2 separate regions of the Rattus norvegicus genome follow, and region 2 is linked to region 1. A link is a contact called in public Hi-C data. All regions are on one chromosome and are shown on one strand. Each heading gives the region's core, a stretch centred on a gene start, on an enhancer-like site or on the middle of the called end of the contact. The rest is flanking DNA. Distances are from core to core; before and after follow the strand shown. Region 1 overlaps Cyp46a1 (cytochrome P450, family 46, subfamily a, polypeptide 1). Region 2 overlaps Eml1 (EMAP like 1).

The links. Hi-C and Micro-C count contacts between places; a contact is called where the count stands out from the background.
Region 2: a Hi-C map of kidney shows a contact between it and region 1, with 7 times the contacts expected there. The contact joins two enhancer-like sites. A contact is called at or near these places in 11 of 12 Hi-C or Micro-C datasets (the A7r5 cell line, the Rat2 cell line, Schwann cells and 6 more).

Annotation. Positions count from the first base shown.
Region 1 is chr6:133,039,067-133,044,826 of GRCr8, reverse strand. Cyp46a1 (cytochrome P450, family 46, subfamily a, polypeptide 1) reads right to left here. Exons shown (of 15, transcript NM_001399701.1): 15 at 5,660-5,760. LOC120103619 (a long non-coding RNA gene) reads left to right here. Exons shown (of 2, transcript XR_005506249.2): 2 at 311-497. Among named protein-coding and RNA genes, the nearest start is that of Cyp46a1, 30 kb to the right of the region's middle. Within about 2 kb of position 4,281, at least 37 of the 93 cell types and tissues checked have an H3K27ac peak or open chromatin away from gene starts, as enhancers often do. A contact at or near this core is called in kidney, where this site is marked.
Region 2 is chr6:133,174,256-133,179,756 of GRCr8, reverse strand. All of the region lies in intron 4 of Eml1 (EMAP like 1), which reads right to left. Among named protein-coding and RNA genes, the nearest start is that of Evl, 62 kb to the left of the region's middle. Within about 2 kb of position 4,241, at least 4 of the 93 cell types and tissues checked have an H3K27ac peak or open chromatin away from gene starts, as enhancers often do. A contact at or near this core is called in kidney, where this site is marked.

The sequences.
Region 1 (5,760 bases), core at 3,032-5,531:
TGCCACTTCTGAGGACTTGGTCTGACCGGCAGAGTGACGTCAGCTGAGACAGATGAAGAGCTGAGGTAAGACACACGGAGGACACGTGATGTTTGGAGGGCACATAGAAAGGACTCAGTGGACAGTGACTGGGGCCAAGCTAGGCTTGCTTATAAAATTAGCCGGGCAACGCTTGTGAGTCTCAAGTCTTCGCTGATCTCAGCACAGCTGAGTGTTCCTCAGAGTCCCTCCTGCTGACTGGAGCTGAGGCTGAGGCCTGGCTGTCTCTGCTGGGTAGTTCCATCACTGCTAATTCATGTTTGCTATCCAGACTCTGCTGAACTGGGCTGTGGTGCATCCGTGAAGTGCTTGCGAGTGGATCGAGCTGCCACTGCTGAACTGGACTGTGGTGCATCTGTGAAGTGTTTTCGAGTGGATCGAGCTGCCACTGTTGACCTGTGAACTGAACTACCAGTTTCCAGACGACACAGTTGCTCCAAAGAATCTTTCTAAACGGGTCCGCTTCACCTGTATCCTTTCTTTTCCACTATCTCTGGTGGGTGGTGGGATGCAAGGGAAGTTAAAGTGTTTAGGAATGATCATTAAAAATAGGTTCTGAGGGGTTGGGGATTTAGCTCAGTGGTAGAGCGCTTGTCAAGGCCCTGGGTTCGGTCCCCAGCTCCAAAAAAAAGAAAAGGGAAAAAAAATAGGTTCTGAAAAAAATTAAAGTTACAGGTAGGATGAGAGATGTCATCGAGTCAAGGCCTTTGAAAGAGAATAGGGGTATAAAGGTCACACATTTACTGGACGTAAGTGCAGCCCAGCCCTGAGCCTGGAGTCTGGGTAGCATGAACTTCCTCTCCTCCCTCCCTCTCTGACACTCACATTCCCATCGCTCATCTAGCCTGCCCAGGCCTTGGGAGTCCGGGTCTCCTTTCTAGAGGCACGCTTCTCCCTTGATCTTGGGTGGAAGAATATACAGCCTAGGCCCCGGCACTTCAGTGGGTACAAACTAAAAACTGGCCCATGTCTGCACCGAGCAGAATTTCCTGTGCAGGCAGCTTGTGGAGGAGGCCTGGCCTCTGTCTGTGGGCTGAGCATAGAAGGAAGGCTGCCTGCCTAAGGCCTAGCCCAGGCAGTGATTATCACGTGTTCCACACCTCTGATTCAGTCATCTCCTCCAGATAGGATAAGGTCAGACACACCCAGCTCCACACAGCCTGAGACACACACACACACACACACACACACACACAGATGTACGGGGAGACTCACATGCATCTTATATGCAAAGAGGAGACTATGGGAACATACAAAGATACCGAGAGATGGAAGCAAACACAAATGTGTACTCACGGGGCTTACACACATACAGATTCATGTATGGGACACACACACATACACACACACTCACACGACTCTTACTTAGTCACAGAGAGCATATGCACTTGGGAAATACACAGGCACATGCAATCACACACACACACACACACACATATATACACACATATACACACACACAGAGAAACACACACACACACGACTCTTACTTAATCACAGAGAGCATATGCACTTGGGAAATACACAGGCACATGCAATCACACACACACACACATATATACACACACATACACACACACACATACACACACATGACTCTTAGTCACAGAGAGCATATGCACTTGGGAAATACACAGGCACATGCAATCACACACACACACACATATATATGCACACAATATACACACACACACACAGAAACTCACACACATACACACACACACACGACTCTTACTTAATCACAGAGAGCATATGCACTTGGGAAATACACAGGCACATGCAATCACACACACACACACACATATATATGCACACAATATACACACACACAGAAACACACACACATACACACACACACACGACTCTTACTTAATCACAGAGAGCATATGCACTTGGGAAATACACAGGCACATGCAATCACACACACACACACATATATATATGCACACACATATACACACACACACATACACACACACACATACACACACACACACGACTCTTACTTAATCACAGAGAGCATATGCACTTGGGAAATACACAGGCACATGCAATCACACACACACACACATATATATATGCACACACATATACACACACACACATACACACACACACATACACACACACACACGACTCTTACTTAATCACAGAGAGCATATGCACTTGGGAAATACACAGGCACATGCAATCACACACACACACACATATACACACACATACACATACACACACACACACACACACACACACACACACACACAGAGAGAGACCTGTGTATTCCAGCACAGCTCTGGAAATTAATTCTGTACACCCAGCCCCCCTGGTCCAACTCCAGGTACAAGGAAAACACTCCCTGAGCCGCCTCCAGGCTCCAGGCCAGGAGAGAGACCAAACAGGCCAGTCCGGCTGCTCCAGTGTCCCTGGTGGGAGGAGAGGCAACCTGTGGCTCCTCAGGTCAAAGCTCTCACATCTGGTGCAGGGCCCTAGTAACTCTACCTTGTGGTGAAGACAGGAAGAGGCTCATAGAAAGGCTTCCTGTCTGGACAAGGCTCCTGGGCATTGAGGCCCCACACTGCCCTGGGCCCTGTGACAGGGAAAGCCCCCTTAAGATTTATCTAGGGGCTGGGGGATTTAGCTCAGTGGTAGAGCGCTTACCTAGGAAGCGCAAGGCCCTGGGTTCGGTCCCCAGCTCTGAAAAAAAGAACCAAAAAAAAAAAAAAAAAAAAGATTTATCTATAGAACTGGGGCCTCATGCACGTCCCAGGGGAGCTGAACCCAGACATGCCAATGTCGGTGGCTGCCTCTTGAGAGCCTCTCTATGTTCCATAGTCTCCTCTTTGCCTATAAGATGCATGTGACAGATGGACTCTTAAGCGAGTCACTCCAGCTCCCAAGCAGACAGAGGGGCTATCTCTGTAGGAGCCATGCTGGGAATTCTCGCTGTCAGAGGTAAGGTGTGGGTTCCCATCCTCCAAGGCTACCTCTACTAATGCCCTGCCTGGGGTCTCTCACACAGAGACAGGTCCTTGCCCTGGTCCCAGGACCAGCAGAGGTCTTGGCCACAGACACTACTCTTGGGCTAACCCCAGCCATGGACTGAGGAGGGAGTAAAAGCAGAGATGGGTCCTCAGACTCCCACCCACCCCATCCCACCCAGATTAGACCCTGGAACCTGGCTAGCCACTTGGGAGGACATAATGCTCCTGTTGCAGCTCTCCCTGACTCTGACCCATGCCCAGCTCTCTTGCAACAGCTAGGACCTGAACACAGCAAGATGGGCGCTTCCAAGTGGTCAGCATTCCGTGGAATCCTCAATCTCTTTTTGGGCTCCACCCTTGAAGGATCGGAACCCACACCTTACCCCTGACAGCGAGAATTCCCAGCATGCCTCCTGCAGAGGCAACCGCTCTGTCTGCTTGGGAGTTGGAGTGACCCACAATTAAAGGGTCTCAAGTCTGGGAGAAGGAAGGATATAAACCGGCTACCCAAGGCCATGAATACTGGAAGCTTCCTGCCAGGGGAGAGTGAAGATTCAGACCTCATGTCCTCCCCACATTCTTGTGTCCAAGTTTACAAGGAAGGACATTGTCAGAAAAGGTCACCATTGCCTCGAGGCAGGCAGTGAGACAGCAATCCTCCAGAGTCCGTGGGGAGGGCATCACAGGTAGTATGAGATAGCCTGGACCCAGCCTTCTCTGCTTCGTGCATTTCTGACCAGCAATTCCCATCTGTGGTCTGTGGTCCACCTGGCTCTGGATATAAGGTTTTCCCCTTCCTAGCATCCCACAGTTCAGGTCAATCTCTAGGAAAGGTATCAAAGACCGAGGGTCAGGTTGATGGCCAGCAAGAGCCTGAGGTGCTGTCTCCAAAACCCAGGCACCCAGCAGGGTGTGGAAGGTGCAGGGTATCCCGGCACAGTGGGTGAGCAGGCCGTTCCAGAGCTGCTCCAGGGTGGCCCCATGTGGTTCCTCTGGGGACTGCAGGTCTTTCCTAAGCTTGCCTTTCCCTACAAGGAGCAAGCAATAAAGACGTTAATAACGGCGGGCAGGAAGGGATTCCCGGGCACTGTGCCACGCTCCACCCCACTCATGATCACACCTAACCGCTCCACCGGCCCAGAGGAGTGAGTCCTGTTATCTGCCCTCCCTTTTGAATGAGGAAACTGAACTTCAAGCTGCAAAGCCGGTGATAGCTGAGGTCAGGATTTGACTTCTGCTGGACTGAGAGCCCCGCCCCTTGCAGGGAGTGGTTCAGGAGGTCTAGGCAGGGCACCAACCCCTCCAGGAGCTGGCCAAGGGTCCTCCTGTCCTCTCTCTCCATCCTTTAGGTTCCAGCCCAGAGCTCTGACTCGGGCCTGCAGTGAGAGGCCACCAGGTACGAAGGTCCATGAGTGAGTCCTGATTCCATCGTGACCGTGACTTTTCCATTTCCTGTCCCCTGAGAGGATTTGAGGCAGGGAGGAAGTGAAGACTCAGCCATTACCAGTCCAAGCCAGAGAATGCTAACATGGGCAATTGAACATTTCTGAAAAGAGCCACTCCTCCAGAGGCCAGGTTGTGCCCTTACAGCGCAGAAGCACAATGACCCTCCGTCCTTCTGGGTGGGTGTGGAGAGGGAGCTCTCCTGTGGGGTCAGGCCCAGCCATGACAGAAAGTGGGGCTGTCGTGAATAGGACAGATGGCTTCAGAGGTGCCTTAGGGGGTCAGAGCAGGGCAGAGCTCAGGACAACATGAGAGACAGTATCCTAGGGCTGCTAGGGGCACTGACAAGTCAAGGGTGGCTCTGCCTGTAAAACGCAGGCCAAGCCTGGCTAGTGCACCAGAGAGAGACAGGAGGGAGTACAACAGGAACCAGGCCTGCAGCTCCAGAGGCATCCCCAAGCTCCTGCCCAGAAGCTGTGACCAAAGTACTTGTACAAGACAGCCGGGCTGGGGCAGGAACAGGTCAGGAACCCGGGCACATGCTCCCCTGTTCCCAGCTGCACCTCAGGCCCCAGCTGTACAGAGCAGATCACCTCCTTCCCTGAGCTTTGACTTCATCCATTCCTTAGGAAGTTTCGAGACTGCTCAAGACCCAGGGAGATAACGTATACTGACGGTCTTCACAGCTCTACACCTCCCCTGGTGCGGAGAAGCAGCCAGGCTGAGGAAGAGAAGTTTGTTTTTGACTCAGGCTCCCATTGGGGAAGGAGGAGCTGGGACCATGCCTCCTGGACTGGCCCCAGAGCACATGGCTCCCAGGGCTCCCTCTACTTTAGGGTCTGATATTCCCCTGACCCCAGAGCCACCAATGCCTCCTCTGACTAGGTCATTATGTGCAACACAGTGCCCACAGGTGAGGGCGGGTGTGAGGCAGTTAACACACACACACACACACACACACACACACACACCCCTCTCACATCTCAATTCCAGGACCCCTCCTGCTACCTGAGGCACACAGCACCCTGCCCTACCAGTATAGGAAACTGGTTTCTGCTACAGCCTGTCTGGCTTCTCTCGGACCCTCTGAAGGACGCAGCTTCTAGAGCTTTACCAGACCCCAGGGATCAACCTCGTCATCCCACCCTGCACCCAGGAGAAAGGGAAGGGTTGTGGCCTGGGCGGCCGTACGTTCATGCAGTCAACACACATTTATTGGGCATCGACTCTGTTCCAAACCCTAGTTTGCAGCAGGGGCCTCAGAGGCAAGGTGCACACAGACCCTGCCCTGTGGTGC
Region 2 (5,501 bases), core at 2,992-5,491, 130 kb before region 1:
ATTCCCCTCTTTTCAGGTCAGGGTAAGGAGCACTGAACTCAAAATGTTTCCGTGACAGTTAACTTAGATTGTCCACCGGACATGATCTAACATCGCCCCGGAGAAGCATCTCCCAGAGGAACTGTCAAATTGGGTTAGCTTTCTTAGTTGGGCTAATTGGGGTGGGTGGGGGAGAGCCCACCCTGAACATGAGCAGCAGCACCTTTTGTCTTGGGCTGTGTAGATGGAGAGAGGGGTTGGGGAGAAGGCAAGCATGCCCGAGCCCATTCTCCGCTCTGTGGGCGTCTTACTTGCATAGATGCCTGTGTGTCTCATTGTGTCTGGTACCCACAGAGGCCAGGAGACAGTGTTGAATCTCCTGGAACTGCAAGGGCTGGAAGGACAGATGGTTATGAGTCCCCACCCCACCCCCACAACATGGGTGCTGGGGACCGAACCCGAGTCCTCTGCAAGAGCAGAGCGTGTTCTTAACCCCGGGCCACCTCTCCAGCCTCCCACTCTCTGCTCTGTTATCTGTGTCCAACTTCCTCACACTCCTGCCCGCCACTGTGACTTTTCTCTGAGTGTCAGACCCTAACCCGGAACTGTAAACTAAAAGAGTTGCTTTTCAGCACAGCAACGGAATCGAAACTCGGACAGTCCCCGAGGAGAGAAACACTTTCGCTGTGGGAGGAACTGTGAGCCAACACGGACCCTGAAACCTAGAGACAGAGCAACAGGAATCGTAGCTACCCACGGCAACGGCAGGCCAGCCTGCTGTAGAGGATGCTCTGGAGAAGACCTTAGTTAATCCTCACAACACCTGTGAGGTAGGTACTATTTTCATGCTGAAGAGTCCACCCTCATTCCCCAATCTAGTAATTTAGAATGGTGGGACCCAAAGTGGCAGAGTGACCGTCTGGACCCACCATTTTGACCTTCTCTCGTCCTCATTAAGAGGAATAAGCATATTTGCTCAATAAATGTTTGCTGACCACCTACTATGTGCTGCGGGATTGTTAAAGATGCTGAACTAGTCTGACAGGCTGATAGAAACCTTGTCGGGGTTGAATACGGTGTCACATTCCTGCCATCTCAGTACTTGGAAGGCTGAGGCAGCATTGTGGGTATCGCGACAGCCGGGCTACCCAGCAAGTTCTGGTTGGGAATGTGGAAAGTGTCGTGTGAGCCCTGTGTTGCCACTGATACTGTAGGGGACCTTCAAGTCCTCTCTTGGGATTTTCAGAAACAGGTAACTTGTGAAATAAAGCAACTTGAAAAGAGAAGGGAAAAAAGAGTACCCTGCTGGGAAACATGAGGGGGAGGCTGAAGAGGGGTGTTGACAGGGATAAGGATAAGGAGCCAGGAGATCTTGAACTGGACGCTGAGGACGAAGGTCACTACTAGGATAGCAGTACAGAAGCTAAACAATCAGGCCTTTAGGGATTGGACACTTTAGGGATTACACAGCCAGAGGGCAAAGCCATGGCCCATATAGCTCTGAGAAGGAGGAGAGGCCAGAGAGCCCAGAGCAACTGTCCCCCAGCACCGGGTGAAGCAACAGGGTTGGTTACACAGAGGAGCAGGGGTTGGGCCCTAGGGAATACTTCAATTTTCCCTTCAAATTTGTTGCCTCCAAAGACCAACAGCGTTTATGTATGCGATAACAAGGTTTCCAACAGATGGCTGGAGAGTTCTTATTCTACAAACCAGTCCATTGCAACAAGTTGTAAATGGACACATAGTGTCTTAATCATGAGCTTGACACATCTCTATCAGTAACTCTAAATGGAAACACTTTCTCAGTCCAGCGACATCCAATGTAAACTGTGCTTATAAACTTAGAACTAAGTAGCCATTTCTGATGTAAAACTTTTTTAAAGTTAAAAAAACTTCCTTAGTGGATTAGTGTACCGGTATTTCACACCACTCTTTCAGAATGCTATTGCTGACTCCCTATTTAAATTTAATAAGTACTTCGTGGTGACAAGACTCATTATGTAATCATTAATATTCATTTGCCATGAATATTGCATAAAGTAAAATATTACATTGCCCTACATTGCTTTTATCTCTAATGGAAGCGTTGTCAGCAGAGAGATTAAATGCTGTTAAAGTCCCGAGGCTGCTTAGAGGCAAAGGAGTTTTAAATGTTAAACAGTCAAAGATAGAAGGTGAACATTGTACCGAGCCATGGGAAACACTCTCAACTCCACCGATCAGTTCTAAAGAAAATGGGACAGGGCGCAAAGAAATGGACCGCTTAATAAAGACACAGTTCTAATCAAGAGAGGAGCACACACTGTTTTCCGGGAAGTGACTACACTCGGGGAACGCTCAGGACTTGACAAACACTTATTTTCTTCTTGAGCGTGAGGAACTGCATTAAGCCTACAGAATTGTCTTCTAGATGCTCTCACTGTTGCTGAGGAATGCGGATGCTGGTGTGACATTCTTTCACATAGCCTGTTTGTACACGGGGTGTGACACACTGAGCATTATGGCTACTGATGGATGACGTCTGAGTCCACAGATGAGGGTGGAGCCCAGGTCCTTTGCATGACATCAGTGCACCTATCAAAATGACTCCAGCCAGAACTCATGCTCCTGCAGTCAGTGTACTGCTACAGGTGCTTGGCCGGGCGCTGGGAGGATCATGGTGTGGACCATCTGTTCCGGAATTTAGATTTTGTCAAAATCTGGGTTGTACTCAATGGCCTGGGTCATTCATACAAATGTAATTAAACCTGGCTGTATGGGCTGGTTTTGTGTGTGAAGACAAGCTGGAGTTATCATAGAGAAAGGAGCCTCAGTTGAGGAAATGCCTCCATAGACCCAGCTTAAGGCATTTTCTCAATTAGTGGTCAAGGGGGGAGGACCCAGCCCATTGTGGGTGGCGCCATCCCTGGGCTTTTATTCCTAGGTTCTATAAGAGAGCAAGCTGAGCAAGTCAGGAGGAGCAAGCCAGTAAGACACATCCCTCCATGCCTCTGCATCAGGTCAGCTTCCTGACCTGCTTGAGTTCCAGTCCTGACTTTCTGATGAACAGCAGTGTAGAAGTGTAAGCTGAATAAACCCTTTCCTCCCCAGCTTGCTTCTTGGTCATTATGTTTGTGCAGGAATAGAAACCCTGACTAAGGCACTGGCAAACCAAAGAAAAGAGCAGGCACTTCAGAAGTCACCAGAAGCCGTCAATCACCTTCTCTTAACACACGGAAGAAATGGCTGAGGATTTCGGAACGCCTCATGCATTATTTTCTTGTGCACTGCCACCCCCGGCACAGATGACCATTTATTGAGCACCAAGCGTGCCACCGAGTGTTTTCTTCCCAGTTATCTCCCTAGGAGCCAAAAGAATGAGGCACAAAAGTCTCAGAATCACCGAGGAAAAGCCAGGGCTCTCAAACGTGAAGACATTCCGATCTTTGATCTTTGCACATATTTCCCGTTATGTGTCTCACTGCCTACATGGGAAATGAGGAAACACATCTCTGCACATGGGAGGGAGCTGCCTAAGGTGACTCCCTGGAGCTCACAGCCCCAGTGAGAGGAGGAACCAGCCTGTCTTCACCCTTCACCATGGTTAGTGATGGAAGAATCCACCGGGCTGGGGGCATGGGCGACATGTGGGGTCCCTAAGCCTTTCTCTGCGTTAGCCTAGCACCCGAGAGCTCACGAATAAGCCTCTGGGGTTGTTCACATGGGGAAAGGAATGATGGTGTGGAGATCTGGGCCAGGCAATGCCCACATTGCCAGCTTGACTCCTCTGACTCTCCCAATAGGTGCCCCAAAGTATCCGCCAGTAGCATCGTTAACCCAAGTGTTCTCTCTGAACCCGCTGGTGACCGGATGGCTGGGGTGGTCTCTTGGTTTCAATGGGATGGAGGGTTTGGCTCCAAGCGGACATTTACAGTGGCCAGGGTTATTTTTAGAAAACGATTTGCAAGCACTCCCATTCTCTCGTTTCCAGATCAAAATTCCTTCCCATGGCATTTCTAAAAAACCCCTTTGTAAATATCTTCTATGGAAATATTTACCGAGTACACTAAGCAAAACCATGGGATTTAAAGGATAAGACAGATCTGAACTTTACGTGGTGTGGATTCTTTCTGGAAATTCCTGATAAAAATCAGATGTTCATAAGACTTGCCAGAACATAGACATTTCAGGTCAGCACCAACCTCAGGCTGAATTCCACTCAGAGCAGTCCTGGGGCGGGCACGCTTGGCTGCCTCTGTGGCCACCTGGCCTCATTGCCAGGATCTTACCACCTCATTAGCATAAGATTAGCATAATCTTCCCCTAAGAAGCACTAATAGTCTGGGAAGAAGATGAGTCCAGGGCTTCTGAAATTGTCAGTGGATGGTGGACTCAACTTACCAAACGATATAAAGAGCTGTCAGGATATTTTAAAAAGTGTTTTACTTTATGTGTATGGATGATGTTTTGCCTGTGTATGTGCAGTGCTCTGGAACTGGAGTTACAGGCTGTTGTGAGCTGCCACATGGGCTCCGGGAATCGAACCCAGGTCCTCTGGAAGAACAGCCAGTGGTCCTAACTGCTGGGTCATCTCTCCAACCTTTTATCTCTTCTCCTCTTCCTCCTCGTCCTCCTCCTCCTCCTCTTCTTCCACCTTCTCCTTCTCCTCCTTCTCCCCACCCCCTTCTTCCTTTATAAAGATCCCTTTCAGAGCTAAGGCTGACACAGAGTTTAAGCAGCCCTTACAAGACTGCGTCCCCACAAAGTTTCAAACTTGGAATCTTTGCAGACTGTGGTTTGGAACCAACCATGTTCTGACTAGGCCATCTCCTTACATGAACATCTCAAAGGAAGCAAGCCTAACCTCTGAAGCTGAGGCTCCTTCCTGGACTCCTCAGAACGGAAAAGTTAAAACCGGAGCCAGGCGAGAACAAGGCCATGCTAGGCGAAAGGGCATAGGAACCTCGCTGGCCCAACACGTTCTTAAAACAGGCTGTTAAAATGCCCAAAAGTAGTTTTTGTGAGTAAAATGTTAGTGTGTGATTCACACATTTATCATAATCCGCTATACAAACTCATACAAACTTCCAGGTTAGGAGTAAAGGACAGGACAGGAAACCTAAACGGAAAATGGTTCGTATTTCTGCCGTTGGCTCACGATTAAAAACAGCCCTGCGTGAGCACAAAAGTGCAGCTTTCAACCTGTCCGTCTTAGAGAATATTGCTACAAGCTTTAAACACTCCAGCAAAGGTAATTTCAAGATTAACTCGGGAAGGTCTATCGGAGATAGGCGGTATCGTGCCTGGAAATTCAGATCCACTTCCTGGGCTAATTTCTTAGACATTCCTTTACTACCATCATCACCACCACCATCATCATCTCAGTCACTGGAGGCTGGACGTCTAGGTTATAGTTTCCAGGAGGCAACCTGCGACTGCCAGCTACCCCACCCCCACCAATGCAGTCTCAGAAGGCCTGGCGCTCAGACGTAGTAGGCTTGACTTGTCAAGAGGGGTCTTCTGAGCTGTCCCATGGGTAATAA